Regions from separate parts of the Mus musculus genome. Here regions 2, 3, 4 and 5 are each linked to region 1. A link is a contact called in public ChIA-PET, Micro-C and promoter capture Hi-C data. All regions are on one chromosome and are shown on one strand. The core of a region is the stretch at or near the end of the contact, and the rest is flanking DNA. Distances in the headings are between cores, read along the strand shown. Region 1 holds the start of Hadhb (hydroxyacyl-CoA dehydrogenase trifunctional multienzyme complex subunit beta). Region 2 holds the start of Mpv17 (MpV17 mitochondrial inner membrane protein). Region 3 holds the start of Preb (prolactin regulatory element binding). Region 4 holds the start of Agbl5 (ATP/GTP binding protein-like 5). Region 5 holds the start of Dpysl5 (dihydropyrimidinase-like 5).

The links. A called contact is a pair of places that touch in the nucleus more often than the background predicts. ChIA-PET counts read pairs in DNA pulled down with a chosen protein or histone mark. Capture Hi-C pulls out chosen DNA fragments and counts their contacts.
Region 2: a promoter capture Hi-C map of pancreatic islet shows a contact between it and region 1. The contact joins the promoter of Mpv17 here to the promoter of Hadhb in region 1. A contact is called at or near these places in 2 of 39 promoter capture datasets (hippocampal neurons and pre-B cells) and 2 of 9 other capture datasets (liver and pancreatic islet).
Region 3: a contact with region 1 is called in a promoter capture Hi-C map of adipose tissue. The contact joins the promoter of Preb here to the promoter of Hadhb in region 1. A contact is called at or near these places in 1 of 39 promoter capture datasets (pre-B cells), 1 of 484 Hi-C or Micro-C datasets (erythroblasts), 1 of 115 datasets of contacts at active chromatin or transcription factors (bone marrow-derived macrophages) and 3 of 9 other capture datasets (adipose tissue, embryonic stem cells and pancreatic islet).
Region 4: a contact with region 1 is called in an RNA polymerase II ChIA-PET map of memory CD8 T cells, with 15 read pairs. The contact joins the promoter of Agbl5 here to the promoter of Hadhb in region 1. A contact is called at or near these places in 4 of 39 promoter capture datasets (cranial neural crest, liver and pre-B cells) and 3 of 115 datasets of contacts at active chromatin or transcription factors (embryonic stem cells, memory CD8 T cells and pancreatic cancer cells).
Region 5: a Micro-C map of embryonic stem cells shows a contact between it and region 1, with 6 times the contacts expected there. The contact joins the promoter of Dpysl5 here to the promoter of Hadhb in region 1. A contact is called at or near these places in 3 of 39 promoter capture datasets (embryonic stem cells, frontonasal cranial neural crest and neural stem cells), 2 of 484 Hi-C or Micro-C datasets (both in embryonic stem cells) and 2 of 115 datasets of contacts at active chromatin or transcription factors (embryonic stem cells and extraembryonic endoderm stem cells).

Annotation. Positions count from the first base shown.
Region 1 is chr5:30,153,827-30,156,635 of GRCm38.p6, forward strand. Hadhb (hydroxyacyl-CoA dehydrogenase trifunctional multienzyme complex subunit beta) reads left to right here and starts at 1,427. Exons shown (of 16, transcript NM_145558.2): 1 at 1,427-1,513. It overlaps Hadha (hydroxyacyl-CoA dehydrogenase trifunctional multienzyme complex subunit alpha), which reads right to left and starts at 1,154. Exons shown (of 20, transcript NM_178878.3): 1 at 1,056-1,154. The coding sequence starts at 1,122.
Region 2 is chr5:31,152,818-31,155,626 of GRCm38.p6, forward strand. Mpv17 (MpV17 mitochondrial inner membrane protein) reads right to left here and starts at 1,434. Exons shown (of 8, transcript NM_008622.6): 1 at 1,374-1,434; 2 at 851-925. The coding sequence starts at 920.
Region 3 is chr5:30,958,990-30,961,798 of GRCm38.p6, forward strand. Preb (prolactin regulatory element binding) reads right to left here and starts at 1,338. Exons shown (of 9, transcript NM_016703.3): 1 at 982-1,338; 2 at 234-423. The coding sequence starts at 1,116.
Region 4 is chr5:30,887,512-30,890,320 of GRCm38.p6, forward strand. Agbl5 (ATP/GTP binding protein-like 5) reads left to right here and starts at 1,423. Exons shown (of 16, transcript NM_001374737.1): 1 at 1,423-2,013; 2 at 2,609-2,809. The coding sequence starts at 2,655. It overlaps Gm35795 (a long non-coding RNA gene), which reads right to left and starts at 1,444. Exons shown (of 2, transcript XR_376844.2): 1 at 1,336-1,444; 2 at 1-483. It overlaps n-TYgta9 (a tRNA gene), which reads left to right and starts at 572; the gene lies at 572-660. It overlaps n-TAagc15 (a tRNA gene), which reads left to right and starts at 1,004; the gene lies at 1,004-1,076.
Region 5 is chr5:30,710,125-30,712,933 of GRCm38.p6, forward strand. It overlaps Dpysl5 (dihydropyrimidinase-like 5), which reads left to right and starts at 1,440. Exons shown (of 13, transcript NM_001356948.1): 1 at 1,440-1,878.

The sequences.
Region 1 (2,809 bases), core at 177-2,676:
ACAGGAACACAAAGACCCACCTAATATTAAAGGTGAATTAGCACCCAGTCCACTTCACTTTTTTTTTTTTTTTAATTTTTTTTTTTTTTTTTTTTGGTGGGTAGCAATTTTGGCTATTTACACATAATCGATCTATGGAGGTTTTTAAAAAAGTAGAAAAAGATTCAATCAATTAAATGCCAGGGGAGGGTAAGAGAAGTAAATTCTACACGCATCCCTTTTTTTTTGTGAGGAAAATTAAAGTGAATTCACGTTACAAACTAAAGTCTGGGAAGTAACTAGTATCAAGTATGATACACAATGAAGTTACATTTGCCCTTACAGATTTGGGATGTCTGGGAAAAGGCTGTTTTCTAACAACACCCCTTTAACCCTTTCACTGCCAGCTTGAAAAGGAATGCAGTTCCTGGAGCCTGACTGGGAATCGACAGAAATGAGATTAGAAATAGTTTCTAAGTGATCAAAAATTTTTTTCCTCATCAAAATTTCTTTGCCTAAGTCGGAGAACCTCCAGTTTCAACCTTCTATACATTCAAACTAAGATTACTGAAGTGGGAGAGCTGAGTTCTCTGGGGGGGAAAAATGGTTTTGACGGAAAAGATCAAGGAGTGGCATTGATCTGTAAGGCTAGTAGTCAATGTCACCGAGAAGGCTGATAGATATCTCTTATGGCGACTAACATGTAGTAGAGCCTCAAAAATGTGACAGGTCTTACTTAGTCCTCCGAACTTAGCGGTGTCAGGGCCAAGACAAACATTAAGGGAGACAAGAGGGGCGTGAGCTCAGGGCTACAGCAGAGACCTGCGCAAACTGCCAGACTAAGTGGAAAAGACTCAGGAAAGTTAGGGGAGAGCCTGACACTGCCGGAGCAGGGCGAGAGAGGGTGTGACAGTTCCTTTACAAGGACACAGGAAATAGGGTCTCGGAACAGTAGCCCCATTTCCACGGGTCCCGGGAAAGGGGTGGGAGGCAGACAGTGAGAGGCAAACGCTGCTCCCCGCCGCCCCAGTTCCTGAAGGCACTCCGAGACTCTCCCGAGCCCTCTCCAGGCTCACCTCTGGAGCGTAGGATCCTGAAGGCAGAGAAGCGACTGAGACTGCCAATCGCCCGGGACGCCACCATCTTGAGCAGAAGAGGACGAAAGCTCTTCTAGTGGGGGGCAATGGAGCCGAGGGCTTTTCTTTTCTGAGCCTGTCCGGCAGGGTGTCCTAAGTGCCGCCTTACTAAAACGCAGACTCTGAGTTGCCACCCGTCCTGTCGCCCTACCTCTTGCTCTCAACTAAGCGAGCCGAAAGGATGATTTCTCTGAAGGTGAGACTAAGGACCTCCGAGGAGAGGGCGGAGTGTCTGACTTTCTGCTCAGGCGTTCAGCGGGCAGCCCGTAAATGCCGCGGTGATGGCGGGCGGGGCGAGAGGGGGTCCTTGCGGAGCGGGAGCCGCCCCTCGGCGTGGGCGGACGTTTGTCAGTCTGGACTTGACCTTGTTGGCAGCGGCAGTTTTCGCGGACTCTAAGGTGCGGCAGCGCGCTTCTCGGTTTTCTTCTGATTTCCCCACAGGCAGGTGCCACTTTGCTCCCGACTCTTCTCGTCGATGCCCGCGGCCGCTTCCCTTTGCTGTGAGGGTCGAAGTCCCAAGAGCGGGACAGGCTGGTCCAGGCCTCCAGTGCGAACCGCCTCAGGGCGGGCGGTGGTCGCGTTCTCGCGTAGCTCGCGGCAGCGGTGTCTTCTGTCTGCATTTGTCACTTCAGGTTTACGAATGGATTGCGTGTGTGTGAAACGCTGGGCTGTGTCAGAGCGGTGTCGTTTCCCCTGTTGTTGACCTGTCTAGGCAGTCTGGCGGCTGTAGAGATTGAGAACGCGTCGTTAAGTGCGGGTCTCGGGGGTGAAAGCAGCCAAGACAGTCCTCCAGTCTGCTTGGTGATCCAGGGTTCACGGACATTTTCTAACCCAGCAAACATCTGGGCAAACCTGCCACCCCTCACTCTTTTTTCTGTGAAGTAGCCGTAGCTAGTGACTGAGACTGCGCCACAGGTGGTAGAATTAGTCTAGAACCTAAGTCTACTTTTAATTGAGAGTTCAGCTCTTCTGGGCGCCAGGGTGTGAGTTGTTTGTTTTGGTGCTGGAAAGATGAGCCCTGAAATAAACTGATTGTTTTCAAAAGAAAGTAAAGTCAGCTTCCGGTGTGTGCACCATTTTGTTTAATACGCACAAACCCCACGTTTCATTTGCACTTTCGGTGACTTGACAGGCTCAGAAAGATTATAATACCTTCTCTGTGGCAAGCCAGGATTCAAACAGAAGTGGCACTTGCTAGTTAATTGATTATTCTGCCACACAGGAAAGAAATGGCTAAAATGATTCTAGAAAGAAAGGAGCGTCCTGTTTTAAAGCTCTAGTCAAACTAAGTCTTCCACCACCAAGAACACTTTAAGCTGGTACTAAATGACCACTTCGGAGTAAATTGCAAAAAAGGAACCCTTTTCCCATACCACGCCTTCCACTACACCTATTTCATATCCTTTTTTTGTAAAGAGCCACACAGAAAATAGTTTGTTTTGTGAGCCCACCCTGTGCTCTGTTACATACTTGTTTTGTGTTGCCTGCAGCTTTTTATCATTTTTCCTAAACTAGAGATGGAACTGACAAAAACGGAACCATTCACACACATACACGTTGCAACTCTTTGAAGGTGTAAAAACCAGAGCTGGTAGAGATCTTGTTCATATGGGCCCTGGCTTCACAGTTAGCCCTTCAAAATTGGGGGGTGGGGGGTGGAGGGAGGGGGAACGACCCCAAAAAACAAGAAATCA
Region 2 (2,809 bases), core at 184-2,683, 1.0 Mb after region 1:
GGATTCCCTTTTAATATGATTTAAACTTTAGATATATGACTGTTTTATACACTTCACAATAAACATTATGTATAAAAATGGAGTAAGTTACTTCAGCACTTGTTAGGTGTGTCATTTAATGTGGACTCATTCCTGCTAACAGACCTTTGGAGGCGCCTATGCATGGAGACAATGTGCTCAGCACACTATAAAGTATAAGAGGAAAGCATTTAATTTCCCAAGGTGGGGTCTCTTGGGGGCAATGCTTTTTAAGAATGGACTACTTAGGCTAGGCAGTGGTGGCACATCCCTTTAATCCCAGCACTTAGGAAGGAGAGACAGGTGGATCTCTAAGTTGAAGGCCACCCTGGCACACAGATTTTCATGACAGCCAGGACCATACAGAGAAGTCCTGCCTTGAAAAACAAAAACAGAAACTATCACCTAATTTCTTGAGGACTTTAAGTCTTGCTCGACAGACTGTGCATCTCTCTCTTTTAGATTTATTGTTATCATTTTAAACTGTGTGTGTTTGTGCAAGTGAGTGCAGATGCCCCAAGTGGTTGGAGGTGACAGAGCTCTCTGGAGCTGGTGCTACAGGTGGCTCTGAGCTACATGACATAGTGTAGAATCCTCTACAGAGCAGTATGCGCTGTTAACCTCTGAGCCACGTCTCTATTTCGTCTCCCCTCCAGCATGGGTCTCAGAAACAGCTCACCCTCCAAAACAGACATAATAGTTCAGGAGAAGGGAAACACTTCCGGGGGGGGGGGGCTAAACTGGAGGAGGTAGGTGGTGTCGTGATATGGGCCTCCTCCTCCACCTCAAATCAGCTGCTCTAATTATACTCTGGTCCCAGAGTGACACTCACCAGCTGTCAGAACCTGGACTTTCCACGGATGTGCTGCCAGGGCTCTCTGGTATGCTCGCCAGAGTGCCATGCTCCCTGTCAAACCAAGAGGATAAGTCACTCCCATTGCCCCTCACAGTAAAGAACATGCCTGCCATTTCCTTATGCTCACTCTCCTTACTTCCAAACTCTGCAAGTGACAGAGGCCTCAGAAAGCTTGCTTACTGGGCCGTGCCCCTGCCTTGTGGTCACTATTCATCTGGAAAGGAAGCAGTTTTGAGTAACCTGGTCCTGGTCCTGAAGCAAGGCATCCAGTCCTGATTAAGACACTCATGAAATTAGACTTACTCTGGCTTCCATCCAGAGTCTGGGTTCCATCCCCCAAGTAAACACGATAGGTCCCCAGATTCAGTTGGAATCTCCTTTATAAGAGTAACTACACACCAGAAATAAACCAAGACCTGGATCTGTAAGGTCACATGACCTGCAAGAACTCTCAACCCACAGTGCTTCAAGTCTCTGAATGCCAAGAACCTCCGCTCACCTGAGTGCCAGCTCTGCGCAGAACCTTCTCTCACGTGACCGAAGCTGGTCCAGGGACTTCCGTATCGAGCACCGCCTCTTCCGTCTGCCTGCGGGCCGGGCTGTTGTTTGGACACAAGCAGTCCAGGAGGAATGCAGGTGGGTGGGGCCTTTGATACCCCTTGCGAGGCGGCTCAGCCGACCACTTAAGGGGAGTGGGCAGCCCCCTTCTCGTGGACTGCACCAAACATCGGTGTAGGACAGTCTGTGCTTCCCTGTAACTCGGCTGCCCCCACCCCCCACCCTCGTTCTCCCCAGACTATCAGGCCAGACTGTCAGTCTCCCGGAGGTAGTCAGGTCTAGACGCCCTTCTCAGTTTGGAAACTTGAATGCTGAAGTAGTGCAGGTATACCCAAGCTCCCAAGTGAGCAGAACTCAGACTTGTTCTATTTTTTTTCCTTGTTCTTTATACCAAATTTTTAAGTTTTGTCTGAAAAATCTTTCTGGACAAGCAGTCAACTTTCAGAACCACTGGCTTAGCAGAACCTGAGAACGCCCGTGCTAGCTGTCTTAAGTTTGGTCATGAATTTTGTAAAATGACCCTGTCTTGCAATCAGGGCTCCTTGAATTCTAGGGCTGTACAAGAGGCAACTCAATGGAGGGTTTGTTTTGCTTTATGGGTTTCTAGAGTCATGCTTTGTTTGTTGTTTTTCCAAGACAAGGTTTCTCTGTGTAGCCCTGGCTGTCTTGGAACACACTCTGTAGACCAGGCTGGCCTCCAACTCAGAAATCCACCTGCCTTAGCCTCCCAAGTGCTGGGATTAAAGGAGTGCGCCACCACACCCGGCTTCTAGTCATGTTAAGCAAAGAGGCATAAAACTATATTTAAAAAAAAAAAAACATTTTAGGAATCTTAATCTCCCTCTAGTTTTAACACCCAACTCCCTGCAAATCCCTTCCTGAGGTAGGTAAAGATGTATACGTCTCCAAGCCTTGAAAAAGGTCAACTTATTTGATGTCTGTCCACCCCCAGCTCAGTTAGTCAGTTCCTGTATGATTAATGAAGGATGGATTCTATTAGAGAGAGTAAGAATTCAGGGGAATTAGATTCTTGTGTACAGAACATGCTAAAAGAATTTCACTAGTAGACATAATAAGGGAGTCCAAATGTGCAAGATTGGAAGGTGTTTTTAAGCGATATGGATTCAAGCCTTATTCAGATTGCTTAACCTCTCAGAACCTAATTGTCATTACATAAAATAGTACCTACCCCATGGAGCTCAGGGGTATATGAAAAGCACCCCAAACCGAGAAAATGCTTAATATCATTTATCTATCCTCCCTTCTCTCCCACTAGAGAAATATAAAAGTCCCTTAGTGAGGTTTGACCTGGGAGTTTCTGGAGGGGAGAAGATACCAGGAGGGAAGTGAGCCCAGGATCTTGCACACACACTAAGT
Region 3 (2,809 bases), core at 88-2,587, 810 kb after region 1:
GACAGGGATTTGCTAGGCACCCCAGGCTAGCCTTAAATATCCTCTTGCCTCCACTCCTAAGCTCTGAGACTACAGCTGTGCACCACCTCCCTCAGATGGACCTGAGCATCTGTATTAACTAACACCAGTCCTCTAGTGACCCAAGTACAGACTTCAATGTGACCACTGCCCCACACCTAATCTCTCGTTTTTGGAGACCAAGAATTAGAGCGACTTTTTCCAAAGCTCTTCACCTGACTTCTCCGCTTTACTGCCCTTCTGTTGATGGACCTGGAAACGAAGAAGCTGACACTGGGCATCCTGTCCGGCAGCAAGAATGTCACCAGCAAGCGCCAAATTCATGGTGGCCCGTGTCTCCGTGTCATGAGAGTGCAGCAAGGAAGCGCTCAGGCACCCGTTGATCAGCTCTAGCTGCAGAAAATGCTGTGAGGGAACCAAAGTGGGCAAAGGTCAGGCCAGCCCGGAAGTCACATTAAATCCTAGTCTCTCTCAGTTGTACTTTTGCTTCCCGCACCTCCAGCTCTTATTTTTTGTTTTTTTTTGTTTTTTTGTTTCTTTGGTTGTTGTTGCTGTTGCTTAGAGCTGTATTCTCTTACTGGAGCTTCTTAATTCATACAGCAAGCAGGGTTTAGATTACTAGGTCCAGTTTACAGAAAGAAAAGAATTCCGTCTCCAGCTGCTTGAAGATGGACAAGACAATGTGCCTTCCTGGAAAAGGCCAGCGTATGAGCCCTGGACCAGCTCTCGTAATCCGGCGTGGACAGTCCTGGATTCGCAGACCTGCACAGCTTTCAGTCTAATTTTGGCTGTCTCAACCACTCTGCTCAGGTGAAACCAGCACCCGAACGGCAATCCTGGGTGCTCCCGCTAGAAATGGGTAGGGACTAAATCAGGGGTACTGCTCACCTCTGCATCCCCCGGCCACCCTGGAATCTCCCTGGGCCACGGTATAACCTGTTCTCAGTGGCCCTGCGTTCTCACCACGCCATTCTTTATGCCGGTCTTGGCAGCTCCTCCTCCGCCCGCAGCGATGAGCAGCCCAGTCTTGGGGTCTATCCGAAGCGCGTACAACGGGAACGGGGCCCGGTACAGCTCCACACCCCGGCGCCGACCCATCCCGCCCGCACGTTCACCGCCAACCCCGCGGAACCCACGACATGCCGCGCCTCGCCTCCGAAAGCTCAGGAACTTGGCGCTAGAGTTTTCCGGAAGACTGCCGACCCCTCTCAGCACTGGACTTGCCACCACTCAAACCACCGCAAGCAGCCGATCTGCGCCCGCGCGGCCGACTGGGTCTTGCAGGCGTTCAGTGCGCACGCGCCGAGCTCCTGGGCTCTCTCTGCGCAAGCGCAAGACGCCAATCCGCGTCAGCACTAGCGGGACGCGCTGTCACGGAACCCTGGCGTCGGATCCGGGTCCTAGCCCCGAATGACGATGAAGCTGCCATCTTTGTGTGGGGCGTGGGAGGTGGGGCTAGAAGAGATTACTGAAGATCAGTAAATCGAATTAAAAAGTTCTCGGACTGGGACAGTCCCCACTTCAGGAGAGATACACAGCAGACTCGTACAAGCCGGGCCTTTGTGTGTTACTCCAGGGAGGAAATGGGTTCTCCCGGGTTGTGTGGAGGACAGACACTCCAAAACAGATTCACTGCTTCCTAATATCCTAATATGAAGAAATCAGTCCCCACTTTGAGAGCATCCTCCGCGGTTGATTGGACTCTTTCTTATGGCTTGACATCCACTTCTGGAACATCGAACTCATGGGACTGGCAAGACTTGAGACTAGGCACAAAAACCCACAAAATCCCAGATAAACCGGGCTATTTGGTTACCCTACTATTTAAGTGTTTTTGGAACATGTTCACATTATAGAGATGTAAGGACCATTATTTGAATATGGTTTATATTTTAGTATTTGATGTCTTTTGCGATTCATAATGAGCCCCAGTCAACCATACATGAATTTATACTACCATGGTGTCTTTTGGACCCATATGCAGCTGAACAAACCACGTGATTAGAAGAAGCCAATTTTAGGCCCATTTACTAGCCTTCAGGGAGGAGAGAGGAACTTGACACTGAATTCAGTCACCAGTGGCCAGTATGTGCCCATATGATGAAATATTTGTTTTTAAAACAACCCTAGACAATAGGGATCAATGAGCTCCTGGGTTGGTGGTCTCATGTAGGTGCTGGATGGATGGATGGTGTGCCCAGAGAGGGCAAGGAAGTACTGCATTCTTCACCCTTTATCCTCCATGTACCTTGCCCTACACATCTCTTCCCTTCTGCTAATTCTGAGTTCTATTCTTTATGCTAGAAGAGAAATCCTAAGGAAGATGGAAGTGAGCTCTGTGTGCTGTTCTGACAACTTACCAGACTGACAGAGGAAGTCACAGGGACTTCTGCTTCCCAGCCTGTTATTTAGAAGTACAGATAGATGGTCAGGACTCAAAGCTGGAGACACTGGAAACGATCCTTTAGGATCAGTCCCTTTGATTTATGGGATCTATCCAGTGTGAACACCTGTGGGTGGGTGGTGTTAGAAATTTCGTTCCATTGTTGGACAGATACCTAGTTGGTGTCTTAGAATTGGAGATGTGTCTGAAAACACTCCATATTTGGTTTCAGAGATGTCCTAAGAAGCAGAACTTCTCACTGTGTGAATGAAAAATGACTAGGCAAACTCCAGTTCACACTGGCCGCTTCTCTTATTTTATGTCAGTTCCTGTTTGTAAAACACTGTTGAGCAAGTGAAAGGAAGGTCGCTAAGCACCTGGCAGCCAGGCTCTAATGCAGTTGTTTTG
Region 4 (2,809 bases), core at 173-2,672, 730 kb after region 1:
CACGGCAGAGAAGACACTTGGTTGGCAGTGAAGCCCAGGTGGGGCGGAAACCTTTCCCAGACCTCGACCATAAAAGCGAGGTTATAAGCGACTAGGGCAGGACCTGGGACTGCACCCAGCCAGTGGGCTCGGAGAGTAGGAGTCCGGGCCGCCGCTGCATCCCAGCGTCCAGGGCATAGGGGTCCCTCGCTCCCGTGGCTCGGTCTTCCCTTCTGGCCTGGGTCTCGGTGAATGGACCCCGACACTTCAGCTGACGGAGCGAATGTCTTTCGCATCATCAGAACAACATGCTTTATATACTTTCATCACGCCGAAAACCAAAGGAAACCTGGAGCAGAAGCAGCATTCGTAGTCCCAAACACCGAAACTAATGTCTGCTTAGCGAGAGGAAGGCCGCCCCAGCTTTAGCCTCAATCCGGCTCACGGCGAGCTCCTGCCGCAGGGTGCGAGCCTGCAAGCCCGCCTTTCTTCTGGCCCGGGATCCTTTAGTTTACGCAGAAACACATTAGGGAAAAAAAAAAAATCTTGGTAAGCATTAGAGGGAAAACTGCAGCAGCCCGACGCAGCGGGGCCTTCGATAGCTCAGTTGGTAGAGCGGAGGACTGTAGTCAGTACAATATGGTAATCCTTAGGTCGCTGGTTCGATTCCGGCTCGAAGGACTTCGTGCACTACTTTTAGTTTACCTACACCCTAGGTCAATTGCTCCGTGGGGGAAACGCTTACTTGAGGATAGGCAGTGTATTTTCCTGGCTACGTTGAAAACCCCTTGAGTACATATAGCAGTTAAGTAGTCGAAGTACAACGTACCTTGTTCGCATATTAGGTGTTAAAGCTATAGTGACATGTACTTCAAGAAAAGTCCTTATTGCTTATGTATGTATTACATGGCTCTGTTTCAAAATCTTGCTGAGGGCTCCATCCTACTTTATATTGTGAACTACATTAGAAAACTGAGTCTCAGGAAACCTTGTAAAGGTTACAGGAAGGTACAGCACTACAGCTGGGGGATTAGCTCAAATGGTAGAGCGCTCGCTTAGCATGCGAGAGGTAGCGGGATCGATGCCCGCATCCTCCACTTCCTTTTACACACCATCAGGCTCATGATCTGTTGTGTCCACGTTTCGTTACACAGTAGAGCTAGGAGCACGGTAAACAAAGATCGGCTTCACATGCTATTTTCTTATTCACAGGTAAGTCTTTTCCTGTTTCCTGCTCACTGCTCTGTCTTTCCCGCCTCGGGGAGGCGGGCCGTTAACCGCCTACAGAGAAGACGCCTAGTGAGCCGCACACGGCGGTGGCCCGCGGAAGCCCCCAAACGGCCCCCTCACAGGTACCTGCCAACGTGCACGGAACCCTGCGTGGCGACCAATGGCAGTGCGCTTTACTGGGCGGGTAGCCAGCTGCAGCTGCGGCCAATAGGCAAGAGACTTCTTGTTTCCTGGCAGAGTGGGGTCCCGGCACCGCGGCTCTCTGGTTTTGTGTGGGTCCCGGGTGGAGGGCCCGGGTGCCGGGGCCCGAGGTGCCGCCTCGCTAGCGGGAGAGGGAGCGGGAGCAGCGGCCCGGAGAGAGGTGAGGGGCTTCGCGTGGACTGCGGCCCCGCCGGCAGGCCCCGCCCCCTTCTCAGCCCGCTCTGCCGGAGCCCCCGTCGAATGCCACCCCGCCCCCCGGCCTGCCGCGGCCGGCCCGCCGACCCCGCCTTTGGTTGACTCCCTCTGCTCCTGTGGCCTCACCTCTGACCCCTAGGACCCGCCTTCCTGTCCGCCAGTGTACCTGTCTCGACCCCTCCCACGCTTCCAAACCCCACCCTGCCCTGGACAAGCCAGGCAGCGCGAGGGTCCTCGCGAATCGAGGAGCTGCCTGCTGCTTCCAAGCGGGACTCTACTGGCCCAGCCTTCCTAGGGGTGCTTAGGACGCCCGTTACCCACACCTTCGAGGGTAGCTTTTGCACGGGCTCGTGTCTACAGGGCGGGAGGATGGAAACAGACCCTAATTGGAACTGAGGTTCAGGGCAGGTGAGCAAGTGGCTTTGGCCGGGCATAGGCTACGTTTTCATAATAGGCGTAGTAGAGGAAGGGGGTGGTAGCAACGCTCTTCAAGGTCTCCGAGAAACGAGTATAATTACAGTCGGTGCTTGTGAAGACAAAAGAGGTAAAGAAAGGAAGCTACCATTTACACTTAGAAACTTGGTTCTTCTTGCTCCGGGCTGTCCAGTACAAAGCCAATATAGGAAATTTTAATATGGCCTCTCCCTCATAGAGTCAGTGGCAACCACCCGACCTCGAGTCTCTGCCTCTTAGGTTGTTAAAAAGCTTGAGAATCTAGCGTTTTCCAACTCAACTAAGGAAGCTAGTGAGCATTCGATTGGGGAACGGTGGTGATGTAGTAAAATAGGGTGTTTTTAGGTCGCTCATACTCCTTGGGTGTCCAGGGACAGAGTTGTGCTTTCTCTTGATCTTACTGAAAGGCTACTTCCAGGTTTTCTATGAATAAGAGCGTTTTGCTTCATAGAGTAGAAAAGACATTTCTCATTTATCCAGACATACCAAACACATTGTTTCATTTTCTGCCCTTCCTCCCTATCCCAACTTTGATTTTTTTTCCCCCCAGCTCTCAGGGCCTGTGTGGGGCAAGAGGATGCTTTCCCAGCCCCACCATGGAGCTGCGCTGTGGGGGATTGCTGTTCAGTTCTCGCTTTGATTCAGGGAACCTAGCCCATGTGGAAAAGGTGGAGACTGTGTCTAGTGATGGGGAAGGCGTAGGAGGGGTGGCAACAGCCCCCGCTAGTGGGTCTGCTGCTTCCCCTGACTA
Region 5 (2,809 bases), core at 190-2,689, 560 kb after region 1:
GTCTGGAGGTTCTTTGCACAAGCTTACTACCAGAAAAAAAAAAAAAAAAAATCCACTCTTAGAGTGGAATTGGAGACCAGCCAAGCGGTGGTGGCACACGCCTTTAATCTCAGCCCTTAGGAGGCAGAGGCAGGCGGATTTCTGAGTTCGAGGCCAGCCTGGACTACAGAGTGAGTTCCAGAGCTACACAGAGAAACCCTGTCTCGAAAAGCCAAAAAAAAAAAAAAAAAAAAAAAAAAAAAAAAAAAAAAAAAAGAATTGGAGACCAAATGTAGTAACCCCGCACCCCCTAGGGGCACGCCTGTGTGGCCCTAAACGCATCCAGGAGTGGATCACAGAGCACATGACCCAGTGGGACCCACATTTGGAGGACTGGAGCTTAACGTGCAGGCTGTACATTTTGTTAAAATTCAGAGGATCCTGCTCCCTCCACCCGAAGTTATAAAGTACGATTTTCTTTGAAAATAGCCTTAGAGAAAAGCACTTCAGGAAAGCAGCCAAGGGACTCACACCCCCGTCTCCACCCCCGGAACTGAGGGAAGCCCTGGAAAGAACCAACTTCTTCAACAGCAGTTGTAGATCCCCAGGAATCCAGGGGCGGGGGCAGTATTAATGCTGCATTTCCACACGGGTTTGCAACACCATTGGGGTGACATCAAGTGAAGAGATTCAAGTTCTGAAGCTATATTTAAGCTGTCACAATAATGACAGACTAACACGGAGCTCAGGGAAAGGCCTGAGCCATAAATTAGTTAAGGAAAAAGAACTGTCTCGCTCCATTTACAGGATCGTTTGTGGTTAAGTCAACTGTGTACTAAAATGGTGAAACTGGACAAGGTGTGGCGGTGAACATCTGTAATCCCACTATTCGGAAGGCAGAGGCAGGAGGTTCAATTCAAATTCTAGGCTAGCAGGGGGCTACCTAATAAAACCGTCAAAACAACAGCAACCCGGAAATAAAGATGGTGGTGCTGATGTGAAATGAGTTTAAAACACACACACACACACACACACACACACACACACACACACTTTCTTTTAAAGGAGATGTCAAAAATAGGATAGGACCTGGGCGCTGGACATCGACGTCCAAGCGCTGCTCTGGAAAAGACGGTGGCTTCAATACCTCAAGAGAAAGAAGGTGCGAAGTGAGGCGCCCAGAGTGGCCGTTCCCTTGGTCTATGAGAACAGTGTTCCTGTACTGACCACCTCGCCCTCTACAGTCTGCAATCCCATCAGTCTCAGACTCGGTAGGACGCTAATCCGATGGCGCAACTGGGAACCCGCAGCCTCGGAGAGACCCCGCCACCGCATTGTTTCAGCCCCTCGGGTGGGGTCTTGCAGGAGGAGGGGAGGCGATGTGTCCTCCGGAGACGCCCTATACCCTCCCAGGGGACTCGAGCCATACCGCCCCAGCGCCTGGGCTTTGTGAAGTGTCGCTAGTTACCATGGGACCAGAAAGGAACGCTGAGAATGGCGCTTAGATGGCTGGGGGTTGTCGAGGTCCTGGGGCCATGCCCTCTGTCCCTTCTCGGACCCGGGGCCTGCAAAAGGGACTGTCGGGATTTGTAGTCCCAAAGGCGGCGGCAACGCGGAGGACGCGGGGCGCTACTGGTCCCGCCTCCGCCTAACCTGCTAGCTCGAGGTGGCGAGCACTTGGGGCGGAGCCCTCGGATCCGTGATTGGCCCAGGCGGCTCCCCGCCCCCACCCTCGTCCCCACCCCCGCTCGCCACTCGGGACTCCGCTCCAGGCGCGCAAGGCAGCCACCGAGAGAGCGCGCTAGCAGCCGCTCCCGCCCCGTGCAACCGCAGCTACCGCGCCGCGGCGAGACCCAGAGACCGACCGACGGACCCGCACAATCGCATCATCCTGGAGCAGTGGGTGATGGCAAGGGGAGGGTGGTGGGCTTGATCTTTCCGGGCTGCAACATCCACCCCTCTTTCAGTTTCTCCCTGAGGCTCACAAAAGGGAGGGAATTGGGTTGCGCCTAGGCTCCTCCAGCCGATGAAAGAGATGTTGAGGATTCAGGCAGATCCGGACTAAGGTGGGGCGCAAGTCTGGGTCTTTGTAGTCCCACAGAACTCGGCTTGGTGACTTGCGACGCCTAAGGCATTAATGTGTGCTGGAAAGATTTACAAATAGCTAGAATAAGGAGGCAGCTAAGTTGAAGGGATTCACGCCTAGCACCCAGTAGTCGCGCAGCCGTAGCTGGTCGACGTGCAGTAAATGGCTAAAAGGTGGGGTGTAGGGGAGTGTTTCTGTGGTGGCCGGACCTGTCCTCTTGTACGTCCCTGGATCGCCGCGGTCCCTAGTTCCCACCAACTGCGCCTCTGGTCTGATATCTGCCTAACGTGGTCCTAACCCCATCGTTTGTATCCTCTGTTCCCTGAGCAGAGCAGAGGCCCTAGAGGCACCTGCCGAAACCACAAAGGCCTCTTGCATCTGCCCAGCCCCTGGCGGCGCGGCGCTAGGTCCCTCCGCTGGAGCCATGTCGCCTAGTCTGCCACGCAGCATCTATCTTGGTGGGTGAGGGATATCGATGCCCCGGGCCTGGGGAGATGGCTGGAACAAACGGGCGTGGAGGCCTGGATTTGAGCAGAAAGGGGGAGATGGGTGGGGACAGGTGATCGAATCTGGAGGAGGAGGCTGTGGTTTGGGAAGGGCTGACAATTGGGTGGGAGGCGGGTCTGAAGCTTCGCGCAGGTGGCGCGAGGCGAGGCTGCTCTGAAGAATGAAGAGGGGCGGGGAGATGAAGGGAGGGTGGAGACCTCCCGGGTTTGGGGAGAGTAGACAGGCATGGGAAGGCGA